Regions from separate parts of the Mus musculus genome. Here region 2 is linked to region 1. The links are chromatin contacts, called in public HiChIP or PLAC-seq maps. All regions are on one chromosome and are shown on one strand. The core of a region is the stretch at or near the end of the contact, and the rest is flanking DNA. Distances in the headings are between cores, read along the strand shown. Region 1 overlaps Gm10754 (predicted gene 10754). Region 2 overlaps Poc1b (POC1 centriolar protein B).

Region 1 (5,944 bases), core at 2,478-4,977:
ACAACAATTCTGCAAGAGTGGATTTACTGTTCCCATTACTATTAAGAGAATATTGAAGTCCCAGAAGGTTAAAAATAATGTGTCCAAAAATCATAGACCAAGTAAAAGATCAAACAACGTGACCCCTGGTTATTTGGGTCTGCAGAATTGCCGTATTTTCATGGATCAGTGCCAACTCTGCTCGAAAGCCACAAAGCCACGACGTCATACAGTCCAGCTCTGGGAAGCGTGAGGGGCAGCTCTCAGCATTAATGTAATGTTTATGCTTTGCTTTCCTGAATATGCTCATGAGTCCTGGAAACCAAGGCAAGATAAGATAATGTTAGAATCTGAATTTGACATGCCCACGCCAGGCTGAGGCTTTGAATTGTGTCCTTCACTTGTGGCCCTGTTTTGAAGGTAGTAGAGCCATAAGATGTCACCAGGCTAATAGATGGGCTTCTGAAGGCTTCCGTTGAATTTGGTTCTAGACGTTCTCCAATTACCTGGTCTCACACATTCATGTATGACTTCTTGTGGGTGATGGGGAAAATGCATTACATTCTGACTACGGTTTCCCTGCCCTCCACTGCCCCCAGTACTTCCCTACTGTTTGGCCCCATGCATGCTTCCTCTGCTTCCTTTAAAAAAAGAACAACCTTCCCAAATATATCCACCGACGATGGCCCAACAAGTTACAATAAAACTCATCACAAACCATGATATCAAGGTTGGACAAGGCAACAGAGTAGGAGGAAAGGGGTCCCAAACATGGGGAAGAGTCAAAGCCCACTCCCACTGTTGGGAGTCCCACAAGAACATCCAATTATATAACCATACGTTATAATGCAGTGGAAACACCCTGGAATCTACGAGCTTGACCCTAGCAGAGCTTACTTACTTTATAAGTCTTAAGGGCCCCACCTCCTTTCAGTAGAGAATGTTTCAGTTCTGACAAAATAGCTACACAGCATGCCATTTCTTCCTCCAGTTTTTACATTCTTTTCTTACCCTCTTCTGTCATGGTTCATGTGGAAGGGTCAAAGAGATGTCCGATTCTTTTTCTTCTTGTGCATACAGTTAATATACCACAGTATCACTCATTTCTTTGTAGGGTCCTGATTAGTTATGTCTCTGTAATACTTCACAAATTTAAAAGAAGATCATTCCTTCCAGGACAGACCCAGAGTAATGGTAGCACTAATCTGTGGTTACAAATAAAAATATTTTAGAAAGCAATTTTTACAGGTGCACTGTCTCCATTTAACTATGATGAAACCCCAAACCAACAACAACAACGAAATAGAAGCAGCAGCTGGTCCCCCATTAGGACATATGACCTGCCCATAAGTAGCCATTTGAACTGATAGTCAGTTGACCATTGTCTAATTTGAAAGGAACAAGATAGAAAACAGTTGGTTGCACCTGTGTCATTAATATTATTATTGTACCAGTGTGTACACATTCCTGACAATATTGTTACTCTACCAGGCAGTGTCCATAATTATCAGGACTTCAGCTGACAATTTTCTATCAGTGACCTGAATGACAACTTTAGCCAGGAGCAGTGAGTCCTCCGCTCATTCCAAGCCCCATAGTCAAAGTGGGCGGGCCTCGGCAATCCTGTCTTATCATCTGGTTCTGGCATAAACCAAACAATAGTCACAATAGGTGTTGGCAACCAAAGACAATAACTTATGATTAAATACTCCAACACTGGTATTGGAATTATTTCCAAACAATTGTATGGGACCTATGATGGCTACTCTTGGTCATCAAAGTGATTATATCTAAAATTAACTAAAATCCAAAAGTCAAGAGAACAGCTATGAGGTATTTCTCCTCAAAGTATAAAAACATAGTTCTTCATACAGATCTTTGATATAGGAAGACACACCTTTAATCCAGATCATTAATCTAGATATAATATGGACCAAGCCTTCTGCTGTATACACACACACACACACACACACACACACACACACACACACACACAAACACACATACACATTGCTCTTCTCTTGACCTGCTTGCTCTCACTTTCCTGGTAAATCCATTCTTTCAGTCTAATAAATCTAACTTATACAACAAATACACCGTCTGCCCTCTGTGCTTTCAAAATGTACAAGACATTCAATGGTTAGCATTACATAATGAAACCTTTTAAGGTGGTGGGCAGAATCTCTGAAAGCCAAGTATTATCCATACTAATAGTGCCATTTCGTCTTGTAAGGAAAAGCAGATATTTTAAAAGGTCTAATAAATATGACATGATCCCTTTACTTTTATCAATTGCTCCAACAAAGAGCAATCTTGCATATAGGGACATGAATGACAGGCACTAACTTATTTGGCCTAATATAATGTACTCTAACCTTTCAGGAACCATCAACAATTCTCATTATGGAATGTTGTTGCTGGTAAGAGACCACTGCACATATCTCCATCTTAAATGGTCTCTGGGATTCTTGCCTGTCATAATCTGGCTGTTTCAGGTGTAGGATGGAGTGTGGCACTACTTTGCTAACCATACTTGCCACTGAATAGCTTTGGGGTCAGGACTGAAGCTTCAACCTGTCCATTGGTCACATCTAGCTGCTGAAAGGTCCCTGGGTTAAGTAAACAGCCTATATATATTTACTTACAGGGGAGAAACACATGCAATATGTTTAGGGCAGGATAATAAATCACCCCTAGGGTCATATTAATCTGTTTTGTAACTTTGATATCTTATTATTTAGGTCTTCTGTAAATGATTGCTTAGTCTGTAAAGCCTTCGTGAAGTTCAGTAGCATAGAATCTAGACTTCTGATATTTGTTTTTCACCCTAGGATCTCCAGCTCTACATGAATCCTTGCACATTTGTTTTCAAGTGACAGGGATAAACTAGATTTTTGTTGTTGTTTTTGTTTTCATTTTCATCCTCTCTTGATTTCATCTGTAGACAAAATTTACATGTTAATCAATGCTATTCATATCTTTCAGCTTCTCCTCTCCCTCATAAAGATCCTTTATCACCATGAAAATCACCAAACACATCAAAATCCCATACCAGTCTAGAGATCCCTGATGAATTAATCTTACTTGTAGGCTTTCTGTAGGCTTTCTGTGAACACAGTTCTACCTGACCTGGTGAATACCGCATCAGCACCACTTGTCAATGCCTAAATCCCTAGTAGTGCTTGCCCTTTCCATGATGTCTTAAATCCCAATCCAATAATAGCCAAATATTTCCCATAGATCATCAGAACAGTATTTGGACTCTGTTTCCTGAATAGTTTCAAGTTACACAGTCATTCCCCCAATGACAGATGAGATGATATGGCTCAGTTTTGCTGTTTTTATGCAACTCAGACTGAATACCCCTGCCCCATGCCCTGTAGCCTCCGACTCCAGCTCATGGGAGACTTTCCTAATGCTTGTATAAAGCCTTTGCCATTTAAAACAGTTGAGTGAGTATCTCCTCATTATCATCATTTCCTTTGCTCACATGCTGAGGTGTGAATTTTCCCTCCTTATGTATTAAAGAACATACATGAGAACAATAGTCTGTGAGGGCTACCTCCTTCTCTCCTTTTTTATGCTCCAATTCTTCTCACTGGTTTATTCAACAACTTTCTCTAAGTTGCTGATGCTTAGGAGAGGCTCTTTTGGTATAGATCCAATAGCAACTCTCCTTGTATACTTTCTACTGTAAGAAATGCAAGCCAATATCACCACATGACTTCCCACCTTCTGTTTGTTCTGACGCATAACCGATTTGATTGACACACATTTGTGAGTCATAATGTAAATATGACTCAGAGTCAGTATAGTACTGAATCAGAGTAATTACCATAAATATGATCACCATGAAAATTTCTTTAGGGCAAGAACAAAGAACATTTGAACACACACAAACACATACACACACACACACACACATAAAATTGTTCATTGTATTAAACAATGGAAAATAGGTAAGCCACACAGAAAATTATAATTGAGTAATAGAGCATTTTAAAGGTATGAGTAGCCACTTGAGTATATGGATTTAAAGTATAATTATCCTAAACACTGTGTTCATTATCCTAGCAATGTTCACTTGTACAGGGCAAACAAAAAGGCACAAGTAGGTTTGCAGCAAATCAGGATTATACAAGTTTAGAACAAAGGCAAGGAGAAATAGAGAATCACTCACAAAGTAAGAAAAATAAATGCAAGGATATGACTTGTATTCCTTTTTGAAATGAGAGAAGTTGTAGTCCTAGTTTGCAAGCCTGTAACTTGACAGTAAAGCATTGGAAATGCTTCAGTTTCCCTGGTAATCAAGAAACACCCAATTAGCAATCACCATCATTGCTTTCATGTTGCCCTGGGTTATAAATATCTATGGCAGACAATGAAGGAAGTTAAGAAGGTGGAGGGTAATGAATAATGAGAATACATTGGGCTGGCAGATGAGATGTTTCAATGAGAACAAATACAATTATTCTTGGAACTTGAGTAAATAAGACTAAGCTAAACAGAATAGAAGGCTTTATAGAGAGTCTGTTGGGTCAATCAGGTAGGAGGTATGGCAACATGACCCAATAGCAACATGCTTCAGATGAACAAGTTGTTAGCAAAAAGCAGAAGCTATTGTTTCAAGCCACCAGCTTCCAACAGAGAGGGACTTCAGTTCTTTTTAGTGACTTGCTGTGGGAGGGATAGGGGAACATTCATTTCACTGAAACAAATCAATTTCCTTGTAGGACAGCTCAATTTTCCATAAAAACCATATATAAGGAGAGGGCATTGACAAACGACATATGAATTTAAAGTCAATCAGTGATTAAAGATTTAGAATTCAGAAGATCAGTGTCATGGGATGTAAAGAGAGGTAGTTATCCTCCTTTCTTTTGAGACACTGAGTCAGGGATGCTAGAGTACTGGCCAAGAATGATCAAAGCAAGTAGTAATTTGTCAGAGACACGGAATTTTGATCTGTAGATAAGTCCCACACTAATCTCTCAATGATACCCTTGGAAGCACAGGAAATAACGCATAGGTCAAGGATTTTGTAATTTTGCCTGCCTTGTGCTATTTATGATTTCTTACTTTATTATATTGTTATTTTTCACTATTGTTTTGTGACCAATTTTATGAAGCAGAGTATATAATTCCTAAAATAAATGTACTTTTTTAGTGATTTCATGTGGCACAAAGTAAATTACAGCAGCTCAGAAAGAGTTAAATGTGCTTAATATTTCTGAAACTGATTTATTATCTGAATATTTATTTAAAAAATCACTCTGTTAATTTATATATGTATATGTATTTACGTATACAATAACACTATTTTATGCCATTAATCCCAATAAATAATATATCTTCAGAATGAAATATGAGTGAAAGAAAAACACCGATTCAATGAAAACTTAATAGTATTGTTTTTATATTTCCTCAATGGTGGTAGACTTTTTACTCCTCTTGAGGTTTTATATAGTAATTTTTTATTTCATTTTAAATTGGGGTTTTGAAATGTTATACTTCTAAAATGTAATTTTATCATAATTTTCCAAGAACCTCCCAATATCCTCCAACCACCCAAATGCATATTTTTTCTCATTAAAGAGAAAACAAAACAACCTCTACTAAAGCTCAACAATCAAAACAAGAGAGCAAAAAATCAACCAAACTAAGAAGTACGTTCTGTGTTGATGGACTACACTGGAGCGTCTGCCCAGAGTGTGACTGATGAATACTGAATCAGGTCTGAGGTTGAGCAGTATTTCATGCAGACTCATTTCTTCAGTAACCCAAAGGGCTCCTATCAGTCCTTCCAGTGACAAAGATATTGTAAACCATTTCACACAAATATCTTTGCCACTAGGTTTTCAACAAATCAAACACCTTCTTGAATTTGGAAAGAAATGGGAAAGCAATAGAATGTGTAAAAAGTAGAAATATCTCCCCTGTCACAGGCTTGCCTCAATCAAGATTC
Region 2 (5,426 bases), core at 892-3,391, 1.3 Mb before region 1:
ATATAATTCCCAATTGCTCTGGCCTGACTATGACATTTAGAAAGAGAAACCAAGGTACAGAAATACAGTCACTTTGTAGATATATACACCAAGTTAATGATTGGAGATTTTAGCCCACCTACCCGGCTAAGCTTTGCTTCCTGAGATGTCCCAAATCAGTAACACACAAAAGGCTGCAACTCCTTAAACCATGAACTGTCCTAGCTTTCCGAGGCTAAGGATTTTGCAGCACGTTTCTGCCTGAACCCTAAGCCCATTCCCTTCCTCCTCTGAATTTCCTGACAGTCCATGCACATTTCTGTGTCAAGTCTTGGCAAGAGTTTCTACTTCTGTTAGTATACCACTCAGATTGGCAGAATTCCCCTTGGGTGGTGGCAGAATCAAGTTGCTAGCAGCAGGCAATCACTCGTGAGCTTTCTTCCTCTGTAGGTGCCTGGCCCATTTAGTTACACACTGCAAATCAAAACCTGCCACAACAGAATCAAGAGAAATGCTGACACTCCAATCCTCTGGTACAGGACAGAGGAAAGTGGCAGTACATATGGGATTATTAGAAAATATAAGTCTAAAAATATCTAAAGAAGTTGGAGGTCTATATGATACAAGGATGGCTCAACAAGGGCAGCTATTAAAGTTGTTGGTGGGTACAGTGAGAAAGTGGGACCATTCATTTTTTATGGATCTGTGAAATTTTATATACTTAGAATTTAAAACTTAAAAGATATCCTAACTACAAAACTTTTATAATAGACAGGCTATCAGCTCATGTCTGAACAGAAGATCTATTATCAAATAATATAACTTCAGCAAATGCATTAATATAGTATATATATATATGTATGTGTATATATATATATATATATATTAATATATATGAATGTCTTTTCAAGACAGGGTTTCTCTGTGTAGCCCTGGCTGTCCTGGAACTTACTCTATAGACCAGGCTGGTCTTGAACTCAGAACTGTGTCTTTCTTCTCAGTGTTGAGATTACAGGTATATGTCACCATACTCAACAATGATTTATGTATTTGTCGGAAATGTTTTAAACAAGAAGATTCTAGAGCTCCTAAATGAATGATAACAATCAAAGGATGCTCCAGGCACAGGGGTGTCAGGCACAGGGTTGTCAGGCATAGGGGTGTCAGGCACAGGGGTGTCAGCAGGGTCTCTGGGGCCCTTAAAAACCCTGGCTGGGCAGGGACTGTGGGGCTAATAATGAACTTCTGATATACTCCACTGTGTTTCTTTCGGATTTACATAGATATTTCTAACCATCTCCCAAAGCTTCTGACATATTGTGCATATCTCCAGGTTACAAATGATTGTTCAAAAAGAGGGCATAATTTTGAGTTGAATTTTGAGAAACTTGTGTGAAATAGTTTGTCTTTAAAACCAAGGCAGTGGGGTTGGGGATTTAGTTCAGTGGTAAAGCACTTGCCTAGCAAGCAGAAGGCCCTGGGTTCTATCCTCAGCTATGGGAACAAACAAACAAACAAACAAACCTAAATACATAAATAAATAAACAAATAAATAAAATAGAACCTGGGCAGTATATCTGTGACCCTAATGAGTACAGGTCCCTAGGGAGTTGAAACATCGCCCCAAAAGGTGCATTAAGAGCAGGCAGGCCTCAGCACCTTCCACAGCTCCAACCCAGACCCCATCAGTGTTTGCACCTCTTACCTATCAAGAACCCACAGTCTAACAGTTCTGTCCCTCGAGGCAGAGGCTAATAGGTTTCCTTGTGGCGAGAACTGCAGGCTGGTTACAACATCCTTGTGGCCCACGTATCTGTAAGCTCTAGCGTGTGGCTTCAAACTCCATAGCATGAGAAAGGTGTCCCACGAAGCAGTAGCTGTCAGGAAAGAGGAGAACAGGCCGGTGTTGAGATACACGCACGCCTTATCAATAACAAGAAGACAGAGAACTTGGGGGTTGTGGGCTGGCCAGGTAATGACAGAAATATTTTATTATTTAAAAATATTTAAATTTTATTATGGGTCTTCTAAGTTGGTAGTGCCCTGCTACCCAGCAGGGTACTAGCCGCAGTGACTTAGGCAAGCTCAGGGACTGTGCCCTACAAGTAGGAGCACACTGGAGCAAAGTGCATTAGTCACCCTCCCTCAGTGTTACAGAGGGACAAATGAGGTACTTAAAAAAACTATGTGGATATGAGCTCACACAGAAGTCATATCTTAAATAGCACTACTACACCCTTAGCCCAATCCCACCTGTTAATATTTTATCTGTCTGTCTTTGGTTCTCTTTGTACATGAACACGTGTGTATGCAGAGACATTTTTTTTCTTGAACCATTTGAAGACGTGTTGTATAGATCACAGCATCCTCATTCCTAAAAGTTTCTGTGTGCTTGAGCTAAGAGTGTGGCTTCTCTCCCACAGTCACAGGATGGGTAAGCTTAGGACACTATCACCCACCGAGACACCCTACCTTTGTCAACTGAACCAGAAACGCTTTAAAGCTCGGTGAGATGACCTTAAAAATCTGTTTCTGCTCTGTAACTTTATGACACTTGATGATTAATCAAAAGAACTGAGTCAGAGGTTAGCTTAAAAATCGTTAAGTGGAGGAAATATGAATGTGATCAAGAGCGGAAATAAATTCCTTGACAAAGGTGGATTTAATTCATGCCTACAAAACAAGTTCTGTTATACACACATCCCAGAACAGGCCCAACAACGAGGCCTCGCAGGGCCAAGAGGGCATGGCAAGACAAACACACATACCTTGGTCCAAGTGTAGTATGAAACTGCACTTGGGTTTGGAAAAGAGGGTATTTCATGATCTGGGAGAGGAAAATTGTCACTGTCATGGGAGAAGAGATTTCCCTTTTCACATGAATCCATTCTGTATGCATTACAGATAAAATGTCATGGTAAGCTTTGAGAGAACCTAGAGTAGTTTTCTGACTGAGGGTGGCTAAGTTTGCATAAACAGCATATATAAACTATTCAGCATAAAGAGAATGACATTTTGTGCTGCAGTTAAATGAAAAAAAAGTTTGTTCCTTGAAAAAAAAAATCTATCACTGTAAGCAGTGTGTGGCAGCACAGGCCTTTAAATCCCAGTGCTTGGAGGAAGAAGCAGGCCATCTTCATGAGTTCGAGGACAGCCTGGCCTACATAGTTTCAGGCCTCTCAAGGCTGTATATTTCAACAGGCTTCAACCCTTGCTGTAGAAAGAAGGAAAGAAAGGAAGGAACAAAGAAAGGAAGGAAAAAAAGAGAGAGAACCCCAAAATAAAACAAAACCTCCCACTACTTTGCTGAGCATGATTGATCATGTCTGCAATCCCAGCACTCAAGAGTTGGAAGCAAAAAGAGCATACATGACTTAGAGTCTAGCCTGGGCTACAAAGAGTACATTACACGTCAGACTGAGCTACAAAGTAAGTCTCTCTCTCTCTCTCTCTCTCTCTCTCACACACACACACACACACACACACACACACTACACATACACACATACTACACACACACACACATACACACACACACCCTTATCCAAACGTTCACATTGAATGAGACACTGAGTAGGTCAGTCCCTGAGGACATGCACCGAGCAGAACTCTCCCATCATGCCGGCTGGTATCAGAAGTGGAATATACACCTATCCTTTAACTCAGCAGCTACACTCCAAGTTGTACATCAAACAGAACTATGTACATTTCACAAATAACATGTCAGTGTTTGTAGCAGTACTGTTCAAAGTATTCCAAACTAGAAACTCATTACCCATCACACAAAGTAGATACGGTTATGCAGTAGTCCTTGCATAACTAAGTCTCACTTATATAATGCCTAAGAAGCAAATTAGGAAGTAAGTTATGAACTTAGGAAAACAGATTATATAGATGACAGGGAAACAGCAACGTAGGCATTAAGTTTATCCAACATAAACAGAGTGACTTGAAGAATTCTGTAAGAAACTTCAGCTAAGTCCATATAGTCAAGGTTTGGTCAGTGGTATTATTAGGTGGTAGTGGATCTTTAAGAGGTGGGTCCCGGTAGCAGGGGTTAGGTTAAGGGGGAAGACTTTGAAGGGGTATTAGGACACCAGATCTTCCTGCCTGTTTCCCAGTCACCAAGAGGGGAGCAACTTCTTTTGCTGCTGTGACATATCACAATAGTACAGGCCCCAAAGTGACAGAGGTGACTCGGGCACCAACAGAAACCTCCACAGCTGGAAGGCCAAACACTTTTCCTCCTTGAATTACTAATCTCAAGTAACTCAAAGCTGACAATGAGTTCCTGGTGGTGAAGCTTTTGCCTCTAGGGTTACTTCAACAGGCATATCTCACAGAAAACAGGGAGGGAGCATAAGAAAGAAACCGACTCCGCTATCACCATTATGCAGTCTGGATGGGACGGTGATCTTAAAAGGTCTGAGGCTGTGGAAATTGGAGGGGTAGAAACTATGGGGTCTGTTAGCGGATTTGATGAAAAGAAGAAGGATCCTGGGACCATGAGCCCAGGAAAACCCAAAGGCTACTTAATGAGATGAGAAAGACCAGGATAAAAGGGGCCTAGGGCAGTGGTTCTCACCCTTCCTAACACTGCGACCCTTTAATTTGGTTCCACATGTTGTGCTGACCCAATCATAAAGTCATTTTTGTTGCTATATCATAACTGTCATTTTGCTACTGTTATGAATCATAATGTAATATTTTGGGGGAGATTTTGCCAACCAGGTTGTACCTCACAGGTTGAGAACCACTGGTCGAGAGACAGGATGGGGTGGGAACGAAAAGTTTGTTCAGATACAGTAGACTGGAGAAGCTAATGAGCTATAAGTGCAAGTGTCAGGTAGAGAGTATGTACCTGCCTGGAGACCAGGAAGATGTTTTAACTTCAGTCAGACGGCTAGAAGATTAGACTAGACAGTCAGATTTAAGTGAGGTCTACCATGTATGATATGCCAGCAACAAAGATGCTTCAGTCACAAGTCACAAGTGGAGCTTGGTATACTTCATGTTTTCTCTCACATTTTAGGAAAACAAAACATAAAAGCTACTAACTTTTTTTTAAAAATAGGGCTGGAGAGATGATTCAGTCATCAAGAGCACAGGATGCTCCTCTAGAGGACCTGGGTTCAATTCCCAGCACCCACAGAGAGCTCCCAGCTGTCTATAAACCCAGCTCCAGGGGATTCCACACTTACACAATGCAGGCAAAACACCAGTGCAAATACAATAAAGATAAATAATAAATCATTTAAAACAGAAAAGAAAGCAAAGCATGGTAGCGCACACCTTTTACCCCAGCACTACAGAGGCAGACGCAAGCAGATCTCTGGGAGTTCGAGGCCAGCCTGGTCTACAAGTTGCAGGATAGCCAGGACTGTTATACAGAGAAACCTTGTCTTGACAAAGCAAACAAACAAAGAACAACAAAGAGTAAGACTATT

What was found. HiChIP or PLAC-seq counts read pairs in DNA pulled down with a chosen protein or histone mark.
Region 2: a contact with region 1 is called in a FOXA1 HiChIP or PLAC-seq map of pancreatic cancer cells. The contact joins two enhancer-like sites. A contact is called at or near these places in 6 of 39 promoter capture datasets (the 3T3-L1 cell line, 3T3-L1-derived adipocytes, cranial neural crest and 3 more) and 1 of 115 datasets of contacts at active chromatin or transcription factors (pancreatic cancer cells).

What each region holds. Positions count from the first base shown.
Region 1 is chr10:97,791,799-97,797,742 of GRCm38.p6, reverse strand. The region is part of intron 3 of Gm10754 (predicted gene 10754); the gene reads left to right. Among named protein-coding and RNA genes, the nearest start is that of Gm25658, 50 kb to the right of the region's middle. Within about 2 kb of position 3,727, at least 15 of the 459 cell types and tissues checked have an H3K27ac peak or open chromatin away from gene starts, as enhancers often do. A contact at or near this core is called in pancreatic cancer cells, where this site is marked.
Region 2 is chr10:99,121,261-99,126,686 of GRCm38.p6, reverse strand. Poc1b (POC1 centriolar protein B) reads right to left here. Exons shown (of 12, transcript NM_027740.7): 3 at 1,685-1,856. Among named protein-coding and RNA genes, the nearest start is that of Galnt4, 16 kb to the right of the region's middle. Within about 2 kb of position 2,141, at least 11 of the 459 cell types and tissues checked have an H3K27ac peak or open chromatin away from gene starts, as enhancers often do. A contact at or near this core is called in pancreatic cancer cells, where this site is marked.